2 separate regions of the Mus musculus genome follow, and region 2 is linked to region 1. A link is a contact called in public Hi-C data. All regions are on one chromosome and are shown on one strand. Each heading gives the region's core, a stretch centred on a gene start, on an enhancer-like site or on the middle of the called end of the contact. The rest is flanking DNA. Distances are from core to core; before and after follow the strand shown.

The links. A called contact is a pair of places that touch in the nucleus more often than the background predicts.
Region 2: a Hi-C map of ventral hippocampal neurons shows a contact between it and region 1, with 1.6 times the contacts expected there. The contact joins the promoter of Wnt9b here to the promoter of Arhgap27 in region 1. A contact is called at or near these places in 4 of 39 promoter capture datasets (the 3T3-L1 cell line, cranial neural crest, embryonic stem cells and 1 more), 1 of 15 datasets of contacts at CTCF or cohesin (embryonic stem cells), 10 of 484 Hi-C or Micro-C datasets (the C2C12 cell line, the HL-1 cell line, Sertoli cells and 6 more), 2 of 115 datasets of contacts at active chromatin or transcription factors (astrocytes and embryonic stem cells) and 1 of 9 other capture datasets (embryonic stem cells).

The regions. Positions count from the first base shown.
Region 1 is chr11:103,360,568-103,367,303 of GRCm38.p6, reverse strand. It overlaps Arhgap27 (Rho GTPase activating protein 27), which reads left to right and starts at 3,612. Exons shown (of 18, transcript NM_001205236.1): 1 at 3,612-4,035; 2 at 4,970-5,097; 3 at 6,386-6,736. The coding sequence starts at 6,404. Plekhm1 (pleckstrin homology domain containing, family M (with RUN domain) member 1) reads left to right here. Exons shown (of 12, transcript NM_183034.2): 12 at 311-3,029. The coding sequence ends at 422.
Region 2 is chr11:103,744,520-103,751,639 of GRCm38.p6, reverse strand. Wnt9b (wingless-type MMTV integration site family, member 9B) reads left to right here and starts at 1,819. Exons shown (of 4, transcript NM_011719.4): 1 at 1,819-1,953. The coding sequence starts at 1,871.

The DNA of each region.
Region 1 (6,736 bases), core at 2,363-4,862:
GGTGTGGAAGGCTGAACTAGGGGGATAATCTATGTACCTTCAGTAGGTAAACCAGCCAGTATCAGCTCTGGGCCTGGGCTCTTGTTTAAACTGCTCCAAAGACAGGCTAGAATAGTCACGTAAGCAGTCAAGCAGCACTGGCAAAGAGTGACATGGGACATCAGTGGGCATGGGGTTCACTTAAGGATTCAGTATCTGACCTGCTTTCCAAGGGATTAGGAGGGTAGCACATGTGGGCGCCAGCTGCTGACAACTCAGCCTCTCTGGGTTCTGTCCATGGCACCAGCAACCCCCGATGCTCTCTCCTCAGGTGTGCTGAATGCAGAACTGTCTTCCATCAGAGCTGCCAGGCTGTGGTGAGGAAGGGCTGTCCCCGATGTGCCCGCCGGCGCAAGTACCAGGAACAGAACGTTGTCAGTTAACCCCGCTGTCCCAACTTTCTGGGGCCATCCATCTGGGTCTGTCATTGGCCTAGGCTTCCTCTTCTCCCTATAAGGAAGACTCTCGGGTGTGCCCAGAGCTCCAGCCTACCGAGAAGGCGCAGGAAGTCCCAGTGATGCCCGAGGCCCCTCACAACCCTTCTGCTCCAAGAGGGGATCCAGCAGGTGCCTCTGCCCAGGGCCTGGCTTCCCCGGCTGTCATGGCTCCTCCGTTAGGGCTGTTCATGTGTACACTGTGGGAACGAAGCCTGGTGAGCATTGCCACCATGCTCCTGAGTAAAGGTCTAGTTTTTTTAAGGCAGGTTTTTTCCCCCTTCATAGTTAAACAGAAAATATTTTTTTATTCTTGACCTACCCAAGTCACCCAAGAAATACAACCCTTCGCCCGACCAGATGGGTGAGAGCAGCCCCAGCCCAGGCAGGCATGGAGCTGGGTGGACAGGCCTCTGCTGGGTTAGCCTATCTGGACTGGGTGCTTTGCCTCTGCCCTTTCTGGCACATACTGCCAAGAGTGCAAGTGTCATGTGCCAAATGGCCTGTCATTGTGAGGCTGGGTTCTGTGGCCACCTTTCCCTCCACTCCTCACGTTCTCACCTGTAAAGCGTCCCTCCCTCTGTTGGAGCTCTTGGCTTACCTAATAGCTGTGAGTACAGCACAGCAGGAGCAGGGGGTGACCAGCACCAGCACTGTCAGCACTTTGAGCCTTCCCTGCTCAGGAAGGCCATGACCTTGCCCACCTCATCCCCATGCCCCCTTACCCTGCAGGGTAGAGTAGGCTAGAAACCAGAGAGCTCCAAGCTCCATCTGTGGAGAGGTGCCATCCTTGGGCTGCAGAGAGAGGAGAATTTGCCCCAAAGCTGCCTGCAGAGCTTCACCACCCTTAGTCTCACAAAGCCTTGAGTTCATAGCATTTCTTGAGTTTTCACCCTGCCCAGCAGGACACTGCAGCACCCAAAGGGCTTCCCAGGAGTAGGGTTGCCCTCAAGAGGCTCTTGGGTCTGATGGCCACATCCTGGAATTGTTTTCAAGTTGATGGTCACAGCCCTGAGGCATGTAGGGGCGTGGGGATGCGCTCTGCTCTGCTCTCCTCTCCTGAACCCCTGAACCCTCTGGCTACCCCAGAGCACTTAGAGCCAGGGGCCTCAGGTGGAATGGAGGGTCTCCCTGGAAATGTGCCTGTCCTGTCTAGAGGAGGTTACCCCACCCTCCCTGAGGTGAATGAGCTGAGTCACCTGAAGCTTGAATTGTGCAATAAAACATAGGAGTAGGAAGGCAGATGGCAGAGGCTGCCAAGAGTTCATCTGTCCGTCATGGAAGACAGCGCTCACCAGTGGTTGAAACACCAAAGCCCCCAGAACCACCCAGTGTATCTCTATCTGCACCCCCGAGCTAGCATTAACACGTCCCCCAAACTACAACCTGATCAGAGCCTCCTTTCCTTGTTTTGGGATCCTGAATGGGCAAGAGTCTGTCCCCTGTGGGCCTGTCACATGAGGGTATTCCAGAACCTGTCTAGGAGATGGAGCCCTCCCAGTGTCTGGGCTGCGAGCATAAGAGCTGGCCCTGTCCTTGACTAAGCGACTGACTGACTGCTCAAGTGAGAGACTTGCCCCCACCAGAAGAGTGCTCACGTGAACCTCAGCAGTGCCCACACTATTGGAAAAAATGCTATTTTATGCAATATTCTGACAAGTGAGCCTTGGCAGTGCAGAGGAGAAACTGCTGCTGTGTGGTATTTGAGTGATTTTGCAGTAAAGAGCTGGCCTTTCTAAGCAGTCTTGTTTCTGAATCTCAATCATTTGGCTCTGGGGAAACACTACCTGGCTCCCCTTAGTCCTATGCACTGAGCATTTCAGGGTCCATGGAGCACACTTGCCTGACCAAGCAGCGAGGGAGAAGAGGTAAGTGAGGGAATGTAGGCTGCGGGCGCAGGTGGGTGCCTTTCTCTCTCTCTCTCTCTCTCTCTCTCTCTCTCTCTCTCTCTCTCTCTCTCTCTCAAACACACACACACACACACACCCTGTAAAAGCAGGACTCTGGGCATGGAGAGAGGCAAACAAGGAAACCGGGCCCTGGCACCTACACTCACGGATTAAAGACTCCAGAGGCCTGTCTACTGCTAGCCTTCCCCAGGAGCTCCAGGAGAAGCCCCCACCCCCACCAAACACCCCCACCCCCCACTGCCCCTGTTAGGACAAAAGAAGGAAACAGATTAATTCCTAGGGAAACCAGGTTGCAGAAAAATGGGACAGAAAAAGACAACATCCAGGGCTTCGTTTCCTGGCCTTGAGCGCCCTCAGCCAGTGGGTGGGTGCTCCTTGGCCATCTTTGAGGCAGGTTCTCAGGGCTCAGAGCAAAGGGAGAGGAACTGGATTTGGAGGTTGGGGGTGGCAGGCCCGGGGGAGGCGCCTGGCACTTGCGCTGCTGCTGCTGCTGTCTTTGGTTGTCTTTCCACCTTCAGCACAGTGCCTCTGAGGGCAGTTTCCCCTTTCCCCTGTCTAGAGGGGGATGGGCAAACTGGAGTTCTCATCCCCAGAAAGTGCCTCCTATAATGAAAGGAACAGGTTAATAAAATACATGCGCTCACCATCGTTGTGTTTAGTGTCTATTTCGTTTAACCGTCCCCACAAGCATGTAATGGGAGTAAATTGAGACTCATGGGTACTCCCATGTCTATACAGGCTAGCTTGTGGCACAGTTGGGCATCAGGTTGCTGTATGGACAAGGACCTGGCTGGCTGGCAGAGTGACTAGGGCAACTAGGAAAGGACAAAGGTAGAGTGGAGGGAAAGAGCTCACCCCTTCATTTTGTGCCTTCCCTAATGGATCCTAAGATACCCACCTCAGTGTGGACTTGTTAGTGGACAAAACTAGTCAAGTCAAAATATGGAAAAAGGAATTGGTGGAGGGCTGTCCAGCTGAACCCTTAGCCCTGCGACACTAGAGGAACATCGGCCTAGTGGGGGTGGGGGGCTCCCTTCTCTGCTCAGCGGCCCCTAATGGAGCATCTAGTTGAACCCCACTCTTTCTTGGAAGCCAGAGAAAATAAAAACTGGGTCTTGCCTTTGTCAGAAGTGTTCACAGGCACACCTCAGAGTGCTAAGGCTGCTTTCCCAAGAGGCAGGTAGTTTCCAAAATGGGAGGATCCCGCAACTGCACTTCGGCCGCCTGCAGAGTGGCCGGTGACTTCCTCCGACAAGGATGAGGGTCAGTGGGAGTCTAATCTGGTCAGAAGCTGAGAGAAACTGCCTCCCCCGCAGATCTCCATCCAGGCCCTGCCACCGCCTCCTCCCCGGAGACAGTCAGGTGTGGCCCAGGATCCTGGGGAAGAGGGGGGAGGGTGGCGTCTCTGCTCCTAGAGCGCTGGCCCGGCCCAGAGGGGACAGGAAGCCAGGACACCGGGGATTGTCTCTTGCAAGCACAGCCCAGTCCCGGCTTGGGAGGAAGTTCTGCCGAGCGCTCTCCGCCGGTTATATTGTTGAACAGGAAACAGGGCATCGCCGGAGCAGGGCTGTGGAGCAGGCAGCTCCGGACGCGGACCCCACGCGCGTCTGCCGGGACAAGTGGAAGCTAGGCCAGCGGGCGAAAGTTCTAAGGTGCCCGGGCCGGGCTGGACTGAGGGGGGAATGGCGTTGGGGAGGATGGCGCTGAGTATTGGGAGGGCGGGAAAGGTGCCCCCAGGTGGCCGTCCCCACCCTAGAGCCCCGCGCACCGCCTGCCCTTCTCGCTGCACTGGGGCTAGAGCAGTGCGAACCTGGAGGAGGGCCCGGAGGCCCAAACCCCGGGGAGGAGCTTTAGGTGTAGGGCTGCCTTCTGTCTGGGGGCGAGAGGTGAACCAGCCGAAGTCCCCCAGTGCTGACTTAGATATTGGTGACGCTATAGCTAGGGACGACCGGGAGCAGAAGATACAGGAGACCTACTGGCTAAGGGCGCCTTCCTCACCGCTCTCGCATCCCTCCCCTTCTCTTCGCTCACCCCAGATAATGGAAGGATCTGAGGCACAGGTCCTCTTGTCACACAACCGGAGACACAGCACTCCCCTGTCTGTGAGCGTCCCTGCAAAGGGACTCTAGTTTTTCCAGGCCCGGACAGGCTGCTCCCAGAGAGAGCCTCAGAGGGCGGAGGTGCTCCCGGAATGGGTAGTGCTCTTAATCTTGCTGTGAAGGGCTCACAGTTCGTGATTCAGGGAGCAAAAGGCCCCGCTCGGAATGTGCATGCCAGGACAAGACAGCCAACTCCGCCGGGCATTCCCAGAGCATCGCGCCCGCGGAACGCCAGGTCCTCTAGGACAACAAACCCCTCTGAGCGTTGAGGGGGTGGGGGGGAGCAGGGCCTACTGACTCTTGGGCTCTGCTCGCCTATCCATCAGCACCCCTTCCACTCAGCCCCTTCCCCATGCCTTTTTTTTTTTTCCTGGAGACCTCAAGGGCTCCAGCACAGACATTATGGCTTCTCCGCATCCTCTCAGACAAGCTGTATTGGGGACTAGGAACAGCCCTACTAAGTGTCGGTCTCCGCCTCTCCTCCCAGTGTCTCCTGTTTCGCGCTGTTTCTTCAGTCTCGGTCCTTGGAAGTCCCTCCCACAGATATGGTAGAGGCCTAGTCTGCTTCCCTCCGTCAGCCCCGCCCATGGGCAGCCTGAGATCCTCCCAGCTAACGTGAGTGCACGGTTGGGGTCCTGGGAAAGGGGGCGTAACCCAAGGGTACACACTTCTAGGATTCTGCTCGGCCAGCTCTGGTCTGCCATTTTACCATCTCTCGGGTCAGGATGCTCAGTGACTAAGTTTACACCCCTTCCATCATCAAGGAACTCTTGAAAAAAGAAATCAGCCTTAGCAAGACGGTGGACACCCCGCTGCTGGTCCCCAGGCCACCTTGTAGGGCAATAAACGGAGTGGTCATTGTAAGGTTTTGGAGTGACCAGTACTTCCGGAGTAGGCCACCTGCTTCACTTTGTTGAAGACACACAGTTGGGATTGTTCACGCGCGCACACACACACACACACACCAGGCACCAGACAAAACTAGCATTGGTGGGGGGGGGGGGGGTCGCGTTATAATGATCACTCCAAAGAGATTTAGAGGACCCTGGTGACACTGTTGCAATGCATTCCCTAGAAGCTACCCCCCCCCCCCCGGACAGGCACTCCTTGTAGGGAAGGACCCCTAGGCAGGTGAAGAGACCAGGAAGCCTCTTAAGAGGCTGCCGAAGAGCTGGCGTGCAGGGGGCGGTGCTGGCCCTAATGGGCGGGCCAGACTTCACGGTTCACGTGTGCGACGAAGCCACTGGGAAAGGGAAGAGAAACCCAGAGAACCGGTTCTCCAACCTTAGCTGTCCAAGCCCCTACGTCAAAATCACCGGATTAAATAAGACAGGGACACTTCTAAGGTAGAACAACTTGGGGGCTGCCCTAGAGCCTGCGCCCCGTCGTTAATCTCGCCCACCTAGAGGGCAAACTCCTAAAGGGAGGGGGTACTTAAGAGCTTTCCACGGATTCCCTGCAGGCTGGAGGCGTCAGGGTGTGGCGAGACGGGGGGCAGAAGAGCGACGGGAAAGGGGCCTTAATTCCCAATTCGCCAACCGGGAAGATGAGGTTCCCCTAACCTTCAGGCAAATGTGCTATCTATCTTGCAGTCACCGCAAATCTTTAAGCCAAGGTTTCCCCCAGAGTAAAGTTGGATTCCTATATCACCCTCAAGTTCTCACCAAGGGATGACAGGGAGACACATATCTCACAATCAACGACACAGAATGGAATCTTAAGCATGGGAACTTTGAAGATGATTTTATCCACGTCCCCATTTCAGAGAAGGAAAAACTGAAGCCCGAATGCAGTGGGCGTGGGCAGGAGCGGGACTCGAACCCTTGTCTTTGAGCCCCGGACTCCATGCTCTTCCCCGCTGCGCAGTCCTGACCTTGGCGGCTCCTTTTCTTGTTGCCTGCAGAAAAGCGCGGTGGTCGCGATGGCGGCGGACGTCGAGGGGGACGTGTACGTGCTGGTGGAACACCCCTTCGAGTACACCGGCAAAGACGGGCGCCGCATCGCCATCCAACCGAACGAGCGTTACCGACTGCTGCGCCGCAGCACCGAGCACTGGTGGCACGTGCGGCGGGAGCCCGGGGGTCGCCCCTTCTACCTCCCCGCGCAGTACGTACGCGAGCTGCCCGCGCTCGGCGACCCTGCCCCGGCCCCGCAGCCTTCCGTACCGCAGCAGCGCCCCGCAGTCCCGGAACCTCTGGCCTACGACTACCGCTTCGTGAGCACCCCGGTGGGCGCCGATGGGTCCTCTGCCGAG
Region 2 (7,120 bases), core at 570-3,069, 390 kb before region 1:
CAGCTGTGTCACTTGGGGGACCGTTGTTCCCTCTTCCCATCATCTTGTCTTCTCTGTGCATATGTACTTGTGGGCTTTAGGACAGGAAGGGCAGTCGGAGCAACCCAAGGTGAACTCCCTCCCTCCTTCTCTGCCAACAGTAGGGTGCCAGTGGGTACTGCTGGGTGTTGCTGATATCTTCCTGTTAGCTTAGTCCTCAGCACTCTCTTGGACTCACACAGGTCCCTCTGAGCTCCCTTTGCCTCTGAGCCTCCTGGATCCCCCTGTCACACTTTTACAATAGAGGAGACAGAGCCAGATTCTGCCAGCTTGCTGAGATGACCGCACACATGTCTCCCCATGCTGTCATACACGTGACCATAACGATGGCTTAAAATCAGCCTTGGAGGGGACACTTACATCCACAGTCCAGAAACCAATGAACAAATCACAGAAATCACGCAGCAATCCCTCATCCCCCAGCAGAGTAAACATCAGCCCACGGTGCTGGGCTCCTGCCTGCAGGCATAACAACCCACACCTCACTACCTCCTCTCTGACATCTCATCTACACAAAAATCTTGTCAGTTCTTTGTCATCCTCCCTGTTTCACGTCTGGAATTCGTAGTTCACGTGGTTGAATTCCAGGTCTCTGAAGCCTATGTTGGGCCTTGCAGCCTCAGTAAACAGGACCACCAGATTTGATAGGACCACAGAGCTGTGGTAGCAAAGGGTCATGTGGCTACTGAGTTGCTCCACAGTGAAACAGCTCAAAGAGGCTCACCACCATAGCCAAGTTTCCTCTGTTGCAACAGCTTGATGTCAGAACTGGCATAAATCTTCCTCGTTCCAGGCCGATATCCTCCACAAAGCCAAGGTCACTGTCACCCAATGTTCTAACTCCATGTCTAGTTTCTTTCTTTTCCTTCCTTCCTTCCTGCCTCTCTTTGACATTTTGCACCAAGATTTGACATTCATTAAAGCCAGATTGTGGCTTTTTGCTTGATTTGGCTCAGTGTTCAAGATGCCCAAAGGCGTTTGAAAGCTCATTTGGTTGTATGTCTCCTTCCTAGACTGATGTCACCCCTGCTTCGTTGTAAGAATTGGAGTCAAACTTTTTTTTTTCTTAAAGCAACAGGCAGCATTGAGGCCCAACACTAAGGAGATTCACGTTTTATATGATGGAGATCTGGCTTCTATGCATCTAGGGAGTCCGCTTCCTCCTGCTTCTGTGGCTCTGCCTCACTCCTCAGACAGTGTAAATTTTTGACCAGTAATAGTGTTGTCGTCATACGAGAGCCCTTTACACCTCCGCCGATGGCTGTCAGTTTCGTGTTTAAGAGCAGGTACCCTCTGTATGAGGTTCTATGTCTAAGAGTCCTCCTAGCCAATGGACATGAATGTCTCCCGCTGTTGGGGAAGGACTCTGCGCAGGACCTCTCTCTCAGCCTTCGGAATCCCTGAGCAAAGAAAGCTGAACTCGCTCTACAGAATAGTGACGACCACGAACTTTTGCTATACAGAGATCGCGCACCCGAGCATCTCTCCCGGGAGAGGCGGCATCTCTGAGGCAGCACCTCCTAGGTCCCCAGAACCCCAATCCTCTCCAGGGCCAGGGTCCCACACGGTCCGCCTTCTTTGCTGGAGTGGGCGCGGCTCCAGGTGAGCACTCACCTGAGAAGGGGAGGGGCCTGCTGCTGACCCCTCCCACAACAGGGCGGGCAGAGTTCGGCGGAGCCTATGGGGCGAGGGGCTCGCCGGCTGCGAGGCTCCCTCCCCGGGCCGCTCGCGCTCCGCCCTACCGGGTTTAAAGCCCCGCGGGCGGCTGGTGGCGGCGCTACGAGCGCCTAGTGGCGCGAGGAGATGCGAGAGTGCACCGGCCGCCTGCACCATGCGCCCCGCGCCCGCGCTGGCCCTGGCTGCGCTCTGCCTGCTGGTGCTGCCTGCCGCTGCCGCCGCCGCCGCCTACTTCGGGTCAGTGCCGGTCGCGTCCCCTCGCTCCGTATGCCCTGCCCCCGGCTCGGGTCCCTGCGAGGCCTCGAACTCAGCCCTTTGCTCAGGTGGACCCCGATCGCTTTGAGGGCGCATTTCCCTCCCAAATCTCCATCCCTCGCTCTCTGTGCTCAGACTTAATCTCCCTTTCTCGAGTCTACCAAGTCTAGGTCCCTTGCGCTTCCCGGTTCCTCTGCCGGGCGGCTGTCAGACTGCAGACTGGAGCTCGGCTTGCGCAGGGGATCCTGACCTGACACCCCTGATACGCCCTTGTCCGCGCAGGTCCAAGCGTCGGTCCTGGGCTCTCATGTCCTCTTCAGATCTTTCTCGGTACCCTCTATGTCCCCATCCTGGACTCCGTCCAGCTACACTTTTTGCTTGCGATTTCAGTATCCTTTGCTTTCTCCCTGCAGAGCTGGGACCCGGACACCTGGCTGGGTAGAGGGATAGGTGGGTAGGGGTGGGGAGGAAGCTGAGAGTTTTGTTGATCCAAGGTTGTGGGAGATCCTGGGACCGCGGGGCACATTAGTTAGATGCTTAAAGAACTGTACGGTGAGGAAGTGCGACCAAATTAAACCCCAGAGGATAGGGTTTATGGGAAAGAGAGGGAGAGAGGCCCATCTGGGGGTGTCCATGGTTAGAAAAATAACAATAGCTTCTGGTGTGATACCTGGAGAGTGAGTCTCAAGGGAAATAATTGAGGGAAGCAAAATGGCATTTGTCTGCAAATGTCTTCACTGACTCTGGATTGAAGATACTTGGTGAGGGTTGGGCGTGGCGGTGATGGTAGGGATCATGGATTTTAAAAATCACCTCAACCCAAAGCAGGCTCCAAATGCTTAACTTTAAACATTGCCTTTTTCTTCCAGTTACATCCCTAGTCAGGCAAGGCTCACAATCCAAGCACAGCAGAGGCTGATCTCAGGAAACCACCATAGGGTGTGAGGGTCCAGGGGCAACCTCACCGGCTTGAATAAGGGATGTAGGCTAATTTCCAGGTCATGACCTCTGGCTAAAATGTACCTGAGTTATAAGCAGCAACCTCCCCAGAAGTATATGGGGAGGGATGGTCAGTCTCAGTCCTAGTGGAGGTCCCTGCTGATGATCTGGGAGGACCATTCAGTTCCTGGGGACTCAGTATCTCCGTTTGACCCGCGCCCAGAACAGCAGACATGTTCATTGCCAAGAACTTGCCCCAGTGGACACGACTCAAGGGAGAGGACACAAGCTCTGAGTTCAGTCCTGCCACTTTCACGGCACTGCGTGTCTGGCCTGTAGAATGTGGATAAGAGTGTCTGAGGGGAGCGCATAGAAAGCTCTTAGAACAGTGGCTAGCATGTAGTAAAAACTCAGGTAATGCTATTGAGGATGACGGTAGAGGAAACCAAGAGGGTTCTGGGTATCCCAGACTCAAGTGTCTCTCTGAGCTGGAATAGAGGAGCAACTGACCCCAGACTGTTTCCACGATTCTTTTCTTTCTTTGGGTTTTATGGTTGGAGACAGGAGTGAAGGTCCGATGATGTGGGAAGAGAAGGGTTCCAGGAGGCCTGGACCACACTGGCTGGTATGCTGGAAGGGAACAGATTTGGGGCCTGGGGAGCAAGGGACAATCTTGAAAGTAACAGGGGAGATGGTTAGTTATGGAGAGAGAGAGAGAGAGAGAGAGAGAGAGAGAGAGCTTGATTTTGGGGTCCTTCCTTGAAAGAGCTGAAAAGATACACATACAGGCTTCATGCTGTTAACTGTTTGGGCTCAGGGAACGGGCAGGACTCATCAGGGCAAACTCTCATGTGACTTAGGTGGCCCAGGTTTCCTAGCCTAGCACCAGTGTTTGCTTCCAGCCATCCACACTTCAGTGAGACCATGAAGCAGTGTGCTTATCCCTCCTTAGGTCACTCGCCTTTGAAGTCTCATTTCTAAGTATAACATGAAATGCTTTCTTTTATTTCCTGATGAAAGGAAATTCAGAGATCAGGAGAACAGGTGACAGCAATTTTGGTACCAATCTCGTTGGGATCTTTGCAGTCAAAGACTTCAGAGTGAGGAATGACCAACCCCCTGCTTCAAAAAAGGTCACATCTTATCCCCATTTTTCAGATCCCACGTGTCCCCCTCCCAAGCCACAGGGAGCAAGCAGTGGCTTTTGCTGCCTACAGCCTGGTTCAGTGGGTGGCCATGGTGACTTTACAAAGCAGAGCAGATGTCTATAAATCCCTCCCGCACAAAGCCCCTTCCCTCAGAGGCCCCTCAAAGCAATTTCTGAGGTAGGTTAAAAAAAAAAAAACAGCCAGAAAGGTCCAGAGGGTCACTTGGTGTTACACAGCAAATTGGTGAGGGGCAAGATAGAAGCCAGGCCTTGTGTGTTCTCCATCCTGTATAGGGAACAGCCTCATAAGGTGTCCTTGTGTTATGCCTGAGGGAGGCAGCGGCTGCAGTGGGTGGGCCTTAGAGAGTGGCCTCCTTCTCCTGCTTGATGAATTCTCTCAGACCCTCTTGGCCATAGTGAGAGAGGCCACACCTTCCTCAACAGTGAGACGGGCAGAATTCCATGCACCTTCTAGTCCATCAGGTGGGTTCCTAAAGGACAGCAGTGGGACAGGAAGTGGCTGGAACAAGCTTACCCTGAGCACTTAGTACATCATAGGCACCCTGCTGGACCGTTCACTGCCCAGTCTGCACACCTGCCCTTTAGATGGGCATTGTCATCAGTGACAAGGTCCTGATGTCCTTTATCATCGGTCCCAGCAAGAATAAAACATCTGCCTGGAGTCACATAGCCAGCAGCAGGCAAAGCTAGGATTCAGACCTGAGACTCAAAGGCTCTGCTTTCATAGTCTTTTTCTGATCTGACCCCAGAGAAGAGAGGAAGCCAGTGCAGAGGCTGCACGCTTGCAAAGGACCACCAAAGCCAACCACACGTTAGAGAGCTGTATCCACGAGGTAGGGAGATGGCTGGCTCTTCAGTAAAGTTCTTGCCTTGCAAGCATGAGAACCTGAGCTTGAACCTCAGCACTCATGTAAAAAGGCCATGTGTGCTGGCATGTCCCATCCGTGTTGGACAGGCTGAGACAGGAGGCTTCTGGTCTCACAGAGCCAGCTAGTCTAACCTAACTTCAGGCCAATGAAAGGCCATATCTCAAAGATGAACAGTGTTCTTAAGGACAGCACCCACAGTCATCCCTCTGTAAATGAGCATGCACAGGAGCAACTGCTAGTGACAAAGATCCCGGGTGACTTCAGGACTGAGTTGGGTGACATGACCTAACATGTGCAGAACCCATGAGGTAGAAGCAGTATGCTTGTCTGTCAATCCAGTCTAAGGTACAACACCATTAGGTAAACCCGAACTTCCAGGTTTGTCAGGGAGGGGAGACTTGGAATCTCTAGGTGCTAAGGACTCTGTAGACAAGCGACTTGATCAAAATGGTACAATGGACATCTCAGAGCCAGGACTAACTTGGCCTCTGAGCTCTGTCCTTCCCCGATTGTCACAGCACCCTGGGAAAGCCTGACTGATCAGCAGTGGGCCAGTTTAAAGGTTCTTTTTCTGCTGGGCTGTCCAGGTACTGCCTTTGTGGGTCTATGGAATAAATAAAATACCACCTGTATTTCCCCTCCAAGTTCCCATTACATATATGCTACACTCATTTTAAAAACACTGTCAAGGTCTTTCAAATCGTTACACTTTTATAATCACTTTGAGTGACCACAATTACTATATATTTGTTGATCATGTTTATTGAGGTCCAGCAGTATTGTTATATATGTCAATAGCTCTTTCCTCTTTATTCCTGAGTTGTATTCTATTATATGGGCATGCCACAGATTTTTTACTGACTCCCCAATTAATGGATGTTTGAGTTAGTTCTAGTTTTTAGCTATTACCAACATGGCTGGTGTGAGCATCTGTGTATACCCCTTTTGTAGACTGTATGTATGTTCCCTTGCTCTTTGGTAACTGTCTGGGGGACTGGATTGTTGAATTGCCTAGTAGGAATATTTTTAATTTGTAGGGGATCGGGGCGCAGTTTCCAACATGACTATGCCATTTGCATAGGATTGTATGGGCGTTCTAGTCGCTCCATATTGCCAGCCTTCATCAGTCTCAATTGTTGCTATCTTATTGGGTCTGTACTGATGTCTCATTGTGTTGTCCCGTTGGTGAATGGTGTGTTGAACATTTATTCATATGATCATTAGAATATGTATTTTTTAAATTGGTTTGTTTTTCTATCAACCAAGTCTAGGTGTTCTTCGACACCTACTGCACTGTCAGCTTTTTCTCATATGCCTTTTCTTCCTATGTTCTCTTCAGATGCTCCACAAACTCCTCCTTTACACTTAAATCTATGAATTAGGGTGCCCCATGTGAGGTAGGGATCCAGGCACACTACTTCACTACTTCCCATGTGGGTCTTTATAGTAAGTCAGAGGCGAAGTACCACAAATTCCCTAACTTCATCTTTCTTTTCAAAGGTTGCTCTAGCTACTCGGGTTCTTTGTGTTTTCACACGTATAGATTAGCATCAGCTTGTCAACATCTATGCAAAAGCCTGCTTGGATGTTTACTGTGACTGTCCTGAGTCTAGAAGTCAGTGCACAAAGGACTGAGTAGGCTGCTTCATGAACAATCCTGTCCATCTGCGTGGGGCTTTAATTTTGTACTTCTCAGTGTATATCTATCTTACAATGTTCTCTTATGTGGGGAACAGGGGTGTAGGGTTGAGATAGGGTCTCAGGTAGCCTAGGCTGCCTTCAAACTTACTGTATCCCTAAGTTTGTCATTAAAATTCTGCCTCCTAGCCTCCTACTCCCCAAGTGTGTGGATGGAAAACCAGTACCACCATGCCTGGTTTAGGTCTTACAGATATCTTTTTAAAGTGTTTTTCATGTTTAGATACTGTCATTTTTATTCAGTTCCTCTCCCAAACTTTTAGAAATGGGATTGAGTCCTAGGTAAAGCGGGGCAAGAAGAAAGCAGTTAAAGAAACTCTCCCTGCTGTGGGATGGTGGATTAAAGGCCAACCCTCCTGATAATATCACGGTGTCTGAAGGAAGGACTTTAGGCCGACTGCCCCTGGTTGAGCTGTGATCCCTGAAGACAAATGCTTTAGATTTGGGCTCTGGGTCAAACCAGGCACCTCAGTGA